Linked DNA regions of Mus musculus: all the other regions are linked to region 1. The links are chromatin contacts, called in public HiChIP or PLAC-seq maps. All regions are on one chromosome and are shown on one strand. Each heading gives the region's core, a stretch centred on a gene start, on an enhancer-like site or on the middle of the called end of the contact. The rest is flanking DNA. Distances are from core to core; before and after follow the strand shown. Region 1 holds the start of Lin52 (lin-52 homolog (C. elegans)). Region 2 holds the start of D030025P21Rik (RIKEN cDNA D030025P21 gene). Region 3 overlaps Npc2 (NPC intracellular cholesterol transporter 2). Region 4 overlaps Mideas (mitotic deacetylase associated SANT domain protein).

The links. HiChIP or PLAC-seq counts read pairs in DNA pulled down with a chosen protein or histone mark.
Region 2: an H3K4me3 HiChIP or PLAC-seq map of pro-B cells shows a contact between it and region 1, with 3 times the contacts expected there. The contact joins the promoter of D030025P21Rik here to the promoter of Lin52 in region 1. A contact is called at or near these places in 2 of 39 promoter capture datasets (hippocampal neurons and stem cell-derived epiblast-like cells), 1 of 115 datasets of contacts at active chromatin or transcription factors (pro-B cells) and 1 of 9 other capture datasets (adipose tissue).
Region 3: a contact with region 1 is called in an H3K4me3 HiChIP or PLAC-seq map of embryonic forebrain, with 2.3 times the contacts expected there. The contact joins the enhancer-like site here to the promoter of Lin52 in region 1. A contact is called at or near these places in 5 of 39 promoter capture datasets (cranial neural crest, hippocampal neurons, liver and 2 more), 23 of 484 Hi-C or Micro-C datasets (CD4 T cells, the G1E-ER4 cell line, the N1E-115 cell line and 16 more), 7 of 115 datasets of contacts at active chromatin or transcription factors (T-cell acute lymphoblastic leukemia, astrocytes, effector CD8 T cells and 4 more) and 2 of 9 other capture datasets (adipose tissue and liver).
Region 4: a contact with region 1 is called in a FOXA1 HiChIP or PLAC-seq map of pancreatic cancer cells. The contact joins the enhancer-like site here to the promoter of Lin52 in region 1. A contact is called at or near these places in 2 of 39 promoter capture datasets (both in liver), 4 of 484 Hi-C or Micro-C datasets (B cells, double positive thymocytes, embryonic stem cells and 1 more), 2 of 115 datasets of contacts at active chromatin or transcription factors (large pre-B cells and pancreatic cancer cells) and 2 of 9 other capture datasets (liver and pancreatic islet).

Annotation. Positions count from the first base shown.
Region 1 is chr12:84,450,060-84,453,303 of GRCm38.p6, forward strand. Lin52 (lin-52 homolog (C. elegans)) reads left to right here and starts at 1,449. Exons shown (of 6, transcript NM_173756.4): 1 at 1,449-1,484. The coding sequence starts at 1,454. It overlaps Aldh6a1 (aldehyde dehydrogenase family 6, subfamily A1), which reads right to left and starts at 965. Exons shown (of 12, transcript NM_134042.3): 1 at 830-965. The coding sequence starts at 880.
Region 2 is chr12:84,874,298-84,877,541 of GRCm38.p6, forward strand. D030025P21Rik (RIKEN cDNA D030025P21 gene) reads left to right here and starts at 1,505. Exons shown (of 1, transcript NR_028577.1): 1 at 1,505-3,244. It overlaps Ltbp2 (latent transforming growth factor beta binding protein 2), which reads right to left and starts at 2,194. Exons shown (of 36, transcript NM_001370743.1): 1 at 1,459-2,194. The coding sequence starts at 1,934.
Region 3 is chr12:84,751,331-84,754,574 of GRCm38.p6, forward strand. It overlaps Npc2 (NPC intracellular cholesterol transporter 2), which reads right to left. Exons shown (of 4, transcript NM_023409.4): 4 at 3,229-3,244. Among named protein-coding and RNA genes, the nearest start is that of Npc2, 20 kb to the right of the region's middle. Within about 2 kb of position 1,456, at least 120 of the 459 cell types and tissues checked have an H3K27ac peak or open chromatin away from gene starts, as enhancers often do. A contact at or near this core is called in T-cell acute lymphoblastic leukemia, adipose tissue, cerebellum and 8 more, where this site is marked.
Region 4 is chr12:84,173,984-84,177,227 of GRCm38.p6, forward strand. Mideas (mitotic deacetylase associated SANT domain protein) reads right to left here. Exons shown (of 13, transcript NM_001163501.1): 2 at 1-440. The coding sequence starts at 195. Among named protein-coding and RNA genes, the nearest start is that of Gm40475, 13 kb to the left of the region's middle. RefSeq lists an enhancer at 1,708-2,760. Within about 2 kb of position 1,773, at least 414 of the 459 cell types and tissues checked have an H3K27ac peak or open chromatin away from gene starts, as enhancers often do. A contact at or near this core is called in B cells, double positive thymocytes, embryonic stem cells and 4 more, where this site is marked.

The DNA of each region.
Region 1 (3,244 bases), core at 199-2,698:
CTGGAACTCTACAACTTCCCTTGCGCGGCGTCCGTGGGGTTCCAACTGCAGCCTAGAAGAGGATATGTCGGCACTTGAGAACTGATTTTCGGAAGGTGTCTTCCTAGGCTCTTATTTTCTACCACCTGTCTGGGGGAATGTTTAGTCTTTTGAATGAAGCAGTATTAGCAAAACCACATGCCCTTATTTACCTCCAAAAGTTTAACTTCGCTGAGAAAGTTTAACTTGGCCCAGGGCTTGGGAAAAACACTAAAAGCCAGAATGTTTGTGAAAACTAACAAATGGCTGCCTTTTTGATATGAAAACCTAGGGTACATGTCTAGGAGATTCAAAGTTCCTTCTCTGATCTTAGTTCCATGTCCTTAATGAGCTCCCATCCCCTCTTGCCTCACATAGAGGCTGGATGGGGGGAAGGGACGCTCCTGGCAAAGGAAAGTACTCTATGTACAGCGACCAAAAGGAGGAGTTTCTGGGGCACAGAGGTGGCTGGTACAGAGGTGAAAGAGAGACCGTGGGAGGAACCAAAAAAGAGAAAGCAAGCCAGCATGTGACAGCAAGGACTGAGCTGGACTGGAGGTGGGTGGGTCAAAGCTAAAAAAGAAAAGGCTCAGGAGTAAAGGGGAGTGGGGAGCAGGCGTGACCGTCCGGGGCTGAATCTCGGGGCCAGGCGGTACAGAGTGACAGCCCTGACGCACGGGTCTGGTGGAACACAAGGGGCTGCAAAGAAGGGGCTGGGCCAAGAAGTCTGTCCGGCAGAAGCATGGTTTAGAGACGGGGCGGAAAGGACCCATTTCTAACATCATGGTCCCTCGTCGCCACCCTCACTCGCCTGCAGGATCCGGGACCGCATTGCTGCCGCTGCCGCCACTGCCGCCGCCATGGCTCACCGACTCTGCCCAGCTCGCCTGCGTCTCGGCTGCCAGTGCCTCCCTTGAAGCAACACCGTTAAGCCACGCCCAGAACACGACCGAGCCTCTCCATTGGAGGGAAGGGCCACTTCCTATAACCAATCACTTGTCGGAATCTTTGACTCCACCCATCATTCCCACCCCTGGGAATAGGTGATTGGTCAAAGGTGGAAGCGTTCTGGGCTTCTCTCACTTTATCCTATTTTTGTTGGCGGAAATATGGAGACGCCCCCTCGACTTGGTACTGCATAGTAAGCACACAGGGAAGACGCCCCCTAACCGGGAACTCCGATTGGCTGTAGGTAGGCTCTCTAAGGTCCCGCCCCCTTGCTAAGGAAAGTAAATAAGGTCCTTGAAGAATTTTGCCTGCGTTCCACTTTAACCACTCCGTGGGTGGGGCTGCTGTCTGGGGTGGGACTAGGCAAATGTTACCCTATGAAGTAGGGAAACGAGACCGGGCTGTGAGCTAAGGATAGGTTATCCCTGCTAGGGGCGTGGCTTGCGGATCCTCGCTTTCCCGCCGACGGTTGGTTACGTCACGTGACATGGGCTGGAAGATGGCGTCTCCCACAGACGGTAAGAGCCGGCTTGGAGATTGTTGGCCTGTAGTATCATTATTTGCTTCTCTGGGAACTTCCTCTGTCCTCACCCTTACTCTTTTTTTCTTGCGCCCCTCTCCTTTCTCTCCCACTTTTCTCCTTTGGGGTATGCCGGCTTTTCAGCTAGCAGGTGCCTAGTACCAGGTCTCCTTGCTGTGTACTAGGAAGGAGTCCATCAACCGGAGTCCCTATGGGGGGAAAAAGGACAGAGGTCGCTCCGGCCCATCGGTGATGCTGAGGGTTCAAAAGGAGCTGCTGAGGGGAAAGGGAACTTTCTTTTTGAACAGGCCCATTGGAGTGTTGGTTCTGTTCTCATCTCAGTAGAGCTGGTACGTATGAGTCTCTCAAGCTCTATGGCTGTGAAGTGTGAGTGGTGACTGACATGAGGTCTAGGGTTCATTCCTCTACCGAGCCGGCAGAGAGAGAAGCTTGTCTCCTCAGTTCAGGTCCGTTGCCTTGGCAGCAGGAGGTGCGGGGACCTGGTTTCCTTGCCCTGAGTCCCGAGGGAGTGAAAATTCGGCTTGTTAATGTCGCTTCTCACGCTTCTCAACTCTTCCTTAACTCGTCACCCCTCTACTTTATGTGTTGTTTCCGTAGGCTGAGGGCAGGAGCAATTCTGCTTATTCTGTCTTCTAAGACGCAAGTCATCTCAGTAGACATATAGGTGTTCTTGATATACCCGTATGCTTTTGCTCGCGGTTTTGCTTTAATATTTGGAATTGCTCTTCTGTCATTATTCAGCATCTCAGTTTATATAGTTATTCTGTTAACTTTGCACTTTGCCCGGGCCACACCCAACTATAAATTCCAATTCTGTCTTATTTCATTAATTTAGTCCTAGGGTTTTTTTTTGGGGGGGGGTTGTTTGTTTATTTTTACTATTTATTTATTTATTTTGGTTTTTCGAGACAGGGTTTCTCTGTATAGCCCTGGCTGTCCTGGAACTCACTCTGTAGACCAGGCTGGCCTCGAACTCAGAAATCCGCCTGCCTCTGCCTCCCGAGTGCTGGGATTAAAGGCGTGCACTACCACTGCCCGGCTAATCCTAGGTTTTAGAATAATGCCTGTAAAGGATTTGGCTTTAAGTTAACGTTTATCCAAAAGTAAAACTGGCCTTGGTGTGTGACCTCTAATTCTAGCTTGGGAGATTGAGGCAGGAGGTTTGTTGCTTCAGGCTTGCCTAGGCTGTAGAGGGAATTGTAGGCAAATCGTGTCTAAAATAAAAAGTTGGTTTAGTTTGTTGGTTGTTTTGTTTTTGTTTTTGTTTTTCCTGAGACAAGGTTTCTTGTATAGTCCTGGCTGTCCTGAAACTTGCTCTATAGACAAGGCTGGCTTTGAACTCAGAGCTCTTCCTACCTCTGCCTCCCGAGGCGTGCACCACCATAACACAGCTTAAAATAAAACGTTTTATTTTTAAAAGTAAGGGAGGAGTGACTGGAGAGATGGCTCAGAGATTAAGAGCACTGGTGCTCTTCCAGAAGTCCTGAGTCCAATTCCCAGCAACCCTATAGTGACTCCTGACCATCTACAATGAAATCTGGTGCCCCCGTCTGGTGTGCAGGTGTACATGCAGGCAGAACACTGTGTACATAGTAAATAAATCTTTTTTTAAAATGTGAGGGGGATGCAGGGGGCTGGTGAGATGGCTCAGTAGTTAGGAACACCTGGTGCTTTTGCAAAAGACCTGGATTCTATTCCCAGCATCTACATGGTGACTCATGACTCGATTCCAGTGGA
Region 2 (3,244 bases), core at 255-2,754, 420 kb after region 1:
TACTGCTCGTGCCTCCAACTTGATTTTAAGACATTGGCTTGCCCTCCAGCAGGTTTTGTATTCTGTGGGTCCCCGAGCCCTCTCCCATGCTCAGCACATGTAATCATGCAGTTGCCTGCACAAGTCAGAATAGAGGGGAAAGCTGAAACGGGGCAGGTGTCCTGCTAACTCTCCTTGAATGGTCTTACGCTGGAGCCACTTGGCAGCACTCAGCTCTATGCCCTGCAGACTTTAGGCTAGGCCTCCAAAGGTTAGTAGGGAATTCATTTAGACGCAGAGAGGGCCAGCTACGTGCAGGCACTGATCTGCTGGGAACATGAAAGCTAACAAAACCCTGCTTAAGCAGAACTTGTATAAGTTTGAACACATACATAGAAATAGAAATACGTGAGGGGGGAATAAATGCTATAAGAAAGCATAAAGCTGGATGAGGGCACAGAAGGGATGAGACACGGTGAACTTTGCTAAGATACAGAAGACCGTTGCAGGCAAGAGAAGAGTATGTGTGCAGAGCAGGAGGCAGAAGATCCTCTGTAGTGGGACTAGGCGTACAAGCAACGGGAATGCTACCTGGAACTACAACGGACAGATAAACCAGGCTCAGGCCAAGGGCTGCCAAAGCCCCTCCTAGACTAATCAATTGCACCTTGCCCAGTCTGGCATTGCCAGGCTCCTGTGCCTTCACTCCAGAGACACCTGGGTACTCAGGAGAGGTCCCCAACTCATTAAATCCTGGGCAAGGCGTTGTTGGGGCGGGGAGGGGACCTCCTGTGATAACAGAGTCCAGAACCCGCAGCGAGTGGTGCAAAATAATAAGTTGAAGAGTTGGAGCGAGGCGTGGCTTTTCAAAATGTGCAAACAACGCTGACATCTAGACTTCCTGGAACACAGACCCAGTCCCTCGCACAGGTCAGGGCAGCCTTCTCTTTCACAGAGCTCCTAAACCCTTGCCTAAGTCCTCTGCGTGTCCCAGCAGACCTGAGCCCGGACTATACACTTGTCTTGGCGCGCCTGCTTCGCTGTCAGCCCGTTCCTGGAGATGCGTCTGTCTTCGCGCCCTGATGTCCCCACTCCCCCCCCCCCCCCCCCGCCCAGATCCTCCACCTACTGGCGCCCGGAGCCAGTTTATCCTTCTCTGGGCCTCAAGAACCCAGAGCGCCCACCCAGCCACTGCAGCTCGTTAGCCCAGCACAGAATGAGTGAGAAACGCACACGAGCTTAACGTCGGGGTTCTGGGAGAACTGGTGTCCAAGGGAACAGATAGTAGATTTATTTTCCCCAAAATAACTTTTTGAAAGCTGGTCCGAGCCCCGGTTTCGGAACCTCGGAGCGGTTTCTCTAGTAGTTACTGAGGACAAAGGGACAGGACCCGCACTCCACTGAAGGCGTAACTGTCCGGGATACCCGCATCCCTTTGCTCCACCCCGCCCCCAGCCCTATCCCCTCTTCAGTGCTCACCCGGTGAGCCGCCCTCGCCGTGCAGCCGCGGGTCGCTGAGGGGTTTCCAGGCGCGCGACAGAAGGTGCAGCCCTGGCTGCTATCTGCTGCTGGCCCCGGGGATGGCTTCTCCGAGTCTGGACAGGTGGCTGGACTCGACGCAGCTGCTGGGTTCGGGGTGGCCTCCTGGCCTCGGCCTCTGCGAGCCTCCCAGGGTTCCCCTGGGCCGGCTGGTTCCACTCAGAGGGCGACAAGCCGGGGACCGGCGCGTCAGGCTCTCGGAACAGACTGTACACCTTGGCTGCAGCCGCTGCGGGGTGGCTGCCCACGGGGTGCCACAACCGATTCGCATCCCTGCTAGCTGGTTCGTATCTCCCTATGGAATCCCGTTGGGCATGACTTGTCCCCATCAAGACAGCCAGGACAAGTGGCAGGAAGCCCCTCCAACGCACCCGTCGGATGCATCCGGAGCAGCGAGCGGTGGTCGGCGCTCTCATGGCGCCAGAGTGGCTGCAGAGCTGTGGGCACCGGAGACCTCGCGGGGAGGTGCTTTCCATCGTTCGCTCCACAGACCCGCCTGGCGACTTGCCCCTTCCCGTCTAGGGGACCTCTGAAACAGCCGTTTGGGGGTCCAGGGGTTCCTAGGTAAGGGCTGTATGGCGTGAGCTGCCCGGGCTGCGCACCGAGCCCGAGCCTGCCGCACCTTCGCTCCCGCACTGCCGCCGTCTGAAGGGGAACCGAAGGGTTTTATTTTTGGAAACCGCCCCCTGCTTTTTCGCCTCTTTTATCCACGCCATGCCCCCCTCCTTGGAGGGACAGCTCGGCCCCCTTATTACGGGAGACAAGAATTCCAGCAACACCCTCTTTGGCACCGAGAAGCGAGCGGGCGGCGAGGGGATTAACCCGTGAGGAGCTGCGGGCGACAGGGCAGACCCGGGGACTGGAAAGACAGATGGCGTCTGCCTGGACCAGCGCACCTGAGCTGCCTTTTTCCTGTCCTGGGCAAACTCAAGTTGTCCACCTGTCCTGGATGTATTTTCTGTTCCTGACCTCACGGACCCAGATGAACTGCTTCTCGGGCCTGAAGGAAGCTGGGGAAGGTACCCAGACCGGAGTAATGGGGACCGAGCCCGAGGCATGCGCGCCTGGTCTCGTTGCTTCCACCTCTGACCGCTGGGGGCGCTAGGCGAGAATGCAGGTGTCCCTGGGGCAGCTCCCAAGAGCCGGTTGCCTATGGGGAAGGGCAACTTGGGGCGCGCGCCCCCTGGTGGAGCTGGTCACACCCTTGGCCACCGTGTTTTGTAGCGACACACTCTGCCAACCTGCTTAGAGCCTAGATCTTAATCTGCTTCCTGTGGCGCCAAGCCTTGACCTGGGCCTATGGTGATGGTGGATGCCCGCTGGAAGAGTTGTTCTCTTTTTACAAAGGTAGGCATGGAGCCTCTTGAATAAGGTGACTAAAGGAGAGTATTGCTAAAGATGGAAATAAAACCCAGGCTAGTGGCCTCTGGCCCACAGTCCACTCTTTGAACTCCTACCACCGCCCCTCATTCCTTGGAGAATTTCCCCAAGGGGCTGCATGAGCCTTTGAGCCCTGCTGGGCCGGGTTCTCACACCTTCTTGTATTGAAGGGGACAGGGATGTCCGTTGCCTCCCACCTAAATTAACCTTCTTCCCTGTGTCCCATGCCCCAAAGCCTAAAAGGCTAGGCATATATGGTTTTCCTGAAAGTGTTTTCACAGCCTACTGGCTCCTAAGCAGACAGGATAAAAGAGCCTGTAAAGGCACCAATTACAACTTCCCATAC
Region 3 (3,244 bases), core at 206-2,705, 300 kb after region 1:
TAATCTCAGAATCTGGGAGGGAGAGACAGGAGGATCAGAAGTTCCGGGTCACCCTCAACTACACAGAGTACAAGCACTGCCGGGACTATATGAGACACGGTCTCAAAAAATAAAGAGGGAAGAAAAACTGCTGATCACTGAGTTCTAGGCATTTACTCAAATCCCCTATCTGTGACTCCAGGCCCCTGTCAGCTCCCATGGCTGCAACCTTCCTTCCTCACCAAGGATAGCGATACTAATGCCAATAGAACTCCTTTGAAAGGCTGTGAGGATTCTCTCACTCTGTGACAGCTGAGGACACAGAGGCCCTGTGAAGGATCCAAAGTCAACGAACTGCAAAGGAGGTAGGGAGCTGCAAACCCAACTAAAAGTCAAACTGTAAGTAACGACTACTTCTCAAAGTGACATCCTCCCCCAGAGGTTCTGGGGGCATCTGTCTCTCTGGTGCTCGGCTTCCCAGGCTGTAAAGCCTACTGGGAGGGATTGAGACCAACAAAACTCCAGCAGACGGACAGAATAGGAGAAAGAATCAACATCACATCTCATGAGTCCTCTGAACTAAACCTCCGGGAGGTGGGCTCTCAAATGTCTGCTTAGCCCCAGCCTCCGTCCCAAACCCTCTCTGGATTCCTAAAGTTTATGTTGTCCTTACAAGTCCATGATCTCTGTCTGTCCATTATGCCCAAACATCCCCTTAGAATCCCAGTGGTTCATGCTCACAGAGACCTGGAGGGACCTAGTTGGATCCGTTCAGTCTCTACATTTACAGCAGAGTTAATGACACTGACAATTTACAGTGGTTAATGACACAGCCACTAAGGAACTTTCTCTTTGTTCTCCCTTTGCCACTAACCAGTGACTTGAGAGTCACTTCCCTTGGTTGGGAAACACAAGAATCTCGTGACCATTCATTGCTCAGATACGCTGAGGATCCCTCATCAAATCATGACTTTTATACTTTGATCTGCCTGGCAGAGGAACGGGGATGCATGGGGTGCAGGAAGCAGCGTGGTGTGTTTCTCTCACACTGAGAACAGACTGCCGCAGCTGGCCTGCCCTCCCGCTTTCTGATCTGGTACACCCAGTTTCTCTGCCGCATTCAAGACCAGCAGCCATCTGTTTTGCCTGCCAACTTCCTTAGTGGCCTGACCCTCTGGCAGTCAGAGTTAAGCTAATCCCTTCACCTGCTGGCTGCTTTGCTGGGGCATATGGTTTGTGGAGAGGGGCCTGCCAGAGAGAGCACGATATTTTTCCTCTCAGAGACCCTGGAGAGGAGGATGGTAATGCTGGCATGCCAAGCCTGCTCCAGAATCTATGCCTTCACTGTCCATGGGGACAAGTACTTGTGTGTGCTCTGTGACCACTGAGGGCAACGAGCAGACAGATCAGGGACAGCGGAAGCTCTGGCCTCTCACATGTGTCATTCATTCTCTGGTGGGACCCTCACTTATGCAAGCTCCTTGGTTCCTCCGGGTCTTTTCAGCAACCAAATCCCTGGTCTGGAGAACATGGTAGGTTCCTATGGCAATGGGCCTTTTAGCTGTTTCCATAGCAACGAACACTCAGACCATCTAGTTGCTAGTCAACTGACAGCTGTAAGTGAATCGGATTCAGTTTATAAGCTGAAGGTTAGGCCCGGGGCTCCTCTGGAGAGGACTCCTCTCAAAGCTTCCAGTCGATATTTGGGGGACCCACAGCCACTTTCTACCTTGAATCACACCGCAATATCCATCCACATTCCCAACACACACCACTGATCATCCTGGCCTTTCAGCAAGCCCTCAGGGCTTCTCTGGAGGAAGCGCTTATTCTGAATAACACCCTACTGACTCTGTGGCAGTGTTGCTCCTAGGTACCACAACTTTGTCCCTAAACCAACCCACTGTGGGGGCACTGTTCTTGGATTCTCTAAAGAAAATGGTTATCCACGACTGTATTTCTTTAATTGACCTTACCCACTTAGTCCTTTCCTATGCCTGGGGCATTCTCAGGAATAACTCTGCTTTATCTGTGAATCGTGTCATATTTCTTTCTTCTTTCCTTCCCACCTTCCCTCCTTAGACAAGATCTCAGGTAGCCTAGTCTGGCCTTGAACTTGCTGTAGCCAAGGATGACCTTAAATTTATCCTCCAGCCTTTACGGCCTAGTGCTGGGACCATGGGCATTTGCTGCCAGGCTCAGATAATTACTTATTAGTGTGCATTTGATGAGGATATCAGTTTGTCATTTTCCTTGTATGGCAGTGACAACCTTGGATGTCAGTCCAAGTTTAAGACAGGAATTTGTTTGCCACCCCATACAGCAGGCAAGCTGATGCATCCAGATTTCACCCCCCCCCCCAATTTTATTTCTTTTAGGCCTATGGGTGTTTCGCCTGCATGTAAGTCTGCTGCTGTTCAGGCTCCGCGTCTCTGTCCACCTTGGGTGACCAGAGTGGCTTCAGATCAGGCAGTTATGAGTGCAGCAAGAACAGACTCTTGGGAGACAGCTCCAATGGGGGAACAAAGGCTGCTACGCAACCTTTGGGGCGTGGGTAGGGGCTTTTGGAGTGAATGTACATCATTGGCCTGGGGCAGGGTGCTGGGGTCTCATTTGCATAAGGAGGAATTCCAGGTACCGATGGACATGACCTTATAAGGGAGAGGAAGCTTGACCTGGCTACTTGGCTGTGTAGCCTCCTCCAGGGGGCAAAGGCGGTGTGTGTGTGTGTGTGTGTGTGTGTGTGTGTGTGTCCCAAGCTTCATGCTCCAGGACAGGAAGGCTCAGAGCAGGGGTGAGGGTGGGGGGACGTGGGGGTGCAGAGACCTTACTCCTGCCAATCTCAGGATCAGATTTCTGGGGTTTGGACACACCTTTACCCCACTTTTGCTTTGCCACAGTTCCTACCCTCGATTCATGGCTCCCCAGTCCCAAATAAGTCCGTGTATCATGTGTATGCCATGCCCGAAGAGGGTGTCTGACCCCCTGGAAGTGCAGTTACAGGGAGCTATGAGCCACCATGTGGGTGCTGAAAACTGAACCCCAGTCCTCTGGAAGAGCAGCCAATGTACTTAACCACTGAGCCATCTCTTCAGCCCCACATCTCGCTTTGTTAGTGGGTTCTGGGGAGACCTTTTATCCTTTAAGCCTCATCTCCAGCCCTGTTTTTTAACACACACACACACATACACACACACACACACACACACACACACACACAACTTCCTTCAAAATCAGGCATCCAGGATCTGAAATGATTCCACCC
Region 4 (3,244 bases), core at 523-3,022, 280 kb before region 1:
AGACAGCTCCACAGGCTGGGTGGTGGAGGCCACCCCTGTGGGACCTTCGTGGGCCCCGTACTGTTCCTCCTTAGCTCTGAGGGACTGTGGTGGACTCTGCAGTGGTGGTGGCTGTTCCTTGGCGGCTGGCTCCTGGTCCCCAAAAGGACAACGCTTGCGTTTACTCTGAGCCTTGGACTGGGCCTGGAGGTTCATGGTGTGGCCGACTAAGCCTGGCAGTGAGACGTCCTTCAGCTGCTGCCCATCCCTTGGTAGGAGGTCCTGCTGGAAGCCTGGCCCCAGTCCAGTAGCCAGGGAGGGCAGAAGAGAGGCAGAGGAAAACGCAGGAGCCTTCAGGCAAGAGCTAGGAAATGTCCGCTGGTCCTTCCTCTTCTAGGGAGGCTCTTGCGCTCAGCTACACTTCCCTAATCATGATGCCTGCCTGTGCCAGGTCCTGGAGCCTGCAGAGGAAAAACCAGTGACAGTGTTAGCCACGTGACCCCTAGATATGAGCACCAGTGTCCCCCTGCCTCAAGTCACTCATGGGGGCCAGGGATCATGGGGCAGCTGCCAGCAAGACAGCAGGATCAGGTGTCCTCGCTCTTCCTGTCCCACCACCTCCTGGCTAGACTCTCGTCTGCTGCATTTGGTTGTGTAACTCGGAACCCTCTAAAGACACAGACCAAGGGGCCAAGTGGGGCTGACATGTTGCCTAAGCTCCAAGTCAAACGGGGAAAAGGGAAAGCAAAAGCCAAACTGAGAACCTTGTCCTATTAAACTATAAACTAGGCTGGGGCACAGTGCAGCCCAGGTCTGTTCCTTCCCACATGACTGTCTACACAATAGCTCCAGACCCAGAAGAATTCCCCTAAGGTCACTGCTCCCCTCCACCTAAAGAAGAGCAAGTTAGGGGACAGGGACTATTCCCAGCATAGCCACCCATCCTCTGTCACACCAGGCTCTTGCAAAGCCCACAGGGCCCATAGAGTTAGGCTTGCAGCCTTTTATGCCGAAGCACGTAGGTGAGGCCCCACCCCTGGGAAGAGTTGCTGGGTGGGGCTCTGGCTGCTGAAATCTTTCTCAAACTAACACAGAACCTGTTTTGCAACCCTGGCTGGATGTGGGCCCAATTTAGTCTAGTAGCTGGTCAGCAGCTGTTGCTGGCTACCACCGCCGTCCCCTCCACTGTTAAAGAGTGCCTAGCCAGAGCAGAGTCTAACTCAAATAGGAACGGTGCAGAGTTCTAGACCTCAGGCCCTCGAGACTGCCTATGATGGAAAGTGTTCAGTTGTTTTGCTTTGCCATATTTTGAGGATGGTGTTGCTGGGATAGGGGCTTTATTCATGCTAAGCACATGTTGAACAAGTGAGCCAGACTCCCCACCCCACTCTAAGCTGATGTCTAAAGTGACAGTTACACTGACATTGCTACAGAATAGAATCCAGGCCTGTATTTTACAACATGCATAGCTGCTTGCTGTGTTGTTAAGTTTTTGTTCTTCAGATAAAATTTTGTTTATTTGTTTAGTTAGTTTGTCTCCCTCTGGGAAGTTGGTAAGAGTAGGAGGTATACAAGCCCACCTCTTTGCCAAGACTCTGACCCTGGGTCACTAAGGTGGAAAGGCTAGAGGTGGGCAAGGATGAATCTGCAGATCCTGGTAGGCTCAGATACCACAGAGATTATGATAGCAGGTGGGGCAGTTCCCAGAAAACCAGCAGCAAAGAACAGACCTGGCGTCATAAGTCCTGCCCACGAGAAGCCCCGCCCACACCGAGCCCCGGTTCTCCTCCCAGGCTCTCCGTGCTATCGCTGCTCCGCACGTTTCCGCAGCTCCAGCCCGGGCTCCCTCCCGGACTGGCCTGCCTGCCTGCCAGCCTGGCCGCTTGACTCACTGGAGGCCCCCTCCCTTTCTTTCACTTTCACCCAGCACCCAGAAGGGGAGCAACTTCCTCCACCATTTCCTTCCTCAGCTCCTGGGCCTGGTAGACAGCGCGAGCTTTAGCCCAGGAGAACGGCGAGAGAGCTCTAAGTCCGTGCACTCCTTTGTTTTCATTTGTGGAAATCGCAGGGACAGACGGACTGAGGACACTGAGTCACCCTAGCACCAGCAGGAAGGGAAGGATTTGGACAAGCGCTCAGGGCTGGAGACCCTCTTTGAACAAATCTTTCTCATGCTTTTTAAACCCCCTTCCTTGGGTAGCCAGACCAATTCACAACAGAGAACTGAAAGCCAGCCAGAGATGGAAAATCCCCTGGGGCCTCCATGATGAAGCTGAAGGGTGGGACTTCGAGTTCCACCTCTCCGAGGGAGACCCAAGCCTGGCAAAACTAGAAATACGTGTGTGTGTGTGTGTGTGTGTGTGTGTGTGTGTGTGTGTGCGCGCAGCAAGGCAGAGGAAGAAAAAAAAAAGGCAGGGAGGAGACAGGACAGAGGGAAGCCCAGCAGGCCACGTGCCTCTAGGGAGCTGCAAGCTCAGGGATGCTCACAGGCACTCAGGATGCCTGTCGCCTGGGAGTCACAGCATGGGCTTTGGGGGCCTGCAACAGGGGAAGGCCCACGTGGCAGGCAGGCATGGGTGCACGTGCAGACAGGTTCCTGTCAGAGGGGGCCTAGGCAGGGGATGGCTATTCAGTGCCCGGCTTGGGGGTTTAGAGGGCAGAAGGCGGAGTCTGGGTCCGGAGCTCCAGAATATGGAAGCTCTTGCCCATGGGTGTGTGCGGTAGCAGGGGAGATTAAATCTGAGGGTGGATCAAGCTGTTTTTCTTCCTACCCTGCACACCAGGGAGAGCCCATCAACTCAGCATATACCATGATAGGGGAGACTTGCTCTGAACAAGAGGCTGGTTTGGGGAACGGTGGAATCACCCCATAAGCTTCCTGCTGCAGAAATCCCCACAACTCCCTGGCCTGCCAAGCAGGAGGCAAACGTGCAGGCCTAAGAGAAGAGGAAGCTGGAAGGACCACCATGGCAGCCAAGCTCTAAGTAGCCCTAATAATAACAATGTAGCCGGCTTGTCTGTGTCAAGAGTGTCCAAAGTACTTTGTATTTTTTAAAGCCTTGTATCAAGCACCAATAGTTTAACTCCCATTTTGTAGGTAAGCTAGATAAGGCTTACAGGAACAAGGTAATTTGCCTACAGTCACACATGATTATGTCACCAGGACTTGAAGCCAGGCATGTCACACACAAGATGAAATCCTCAACACACACCAGTCTGATCTTAGGCCCCATACACTTACCTTTCCTTAGGTCAGGGCTTGCTG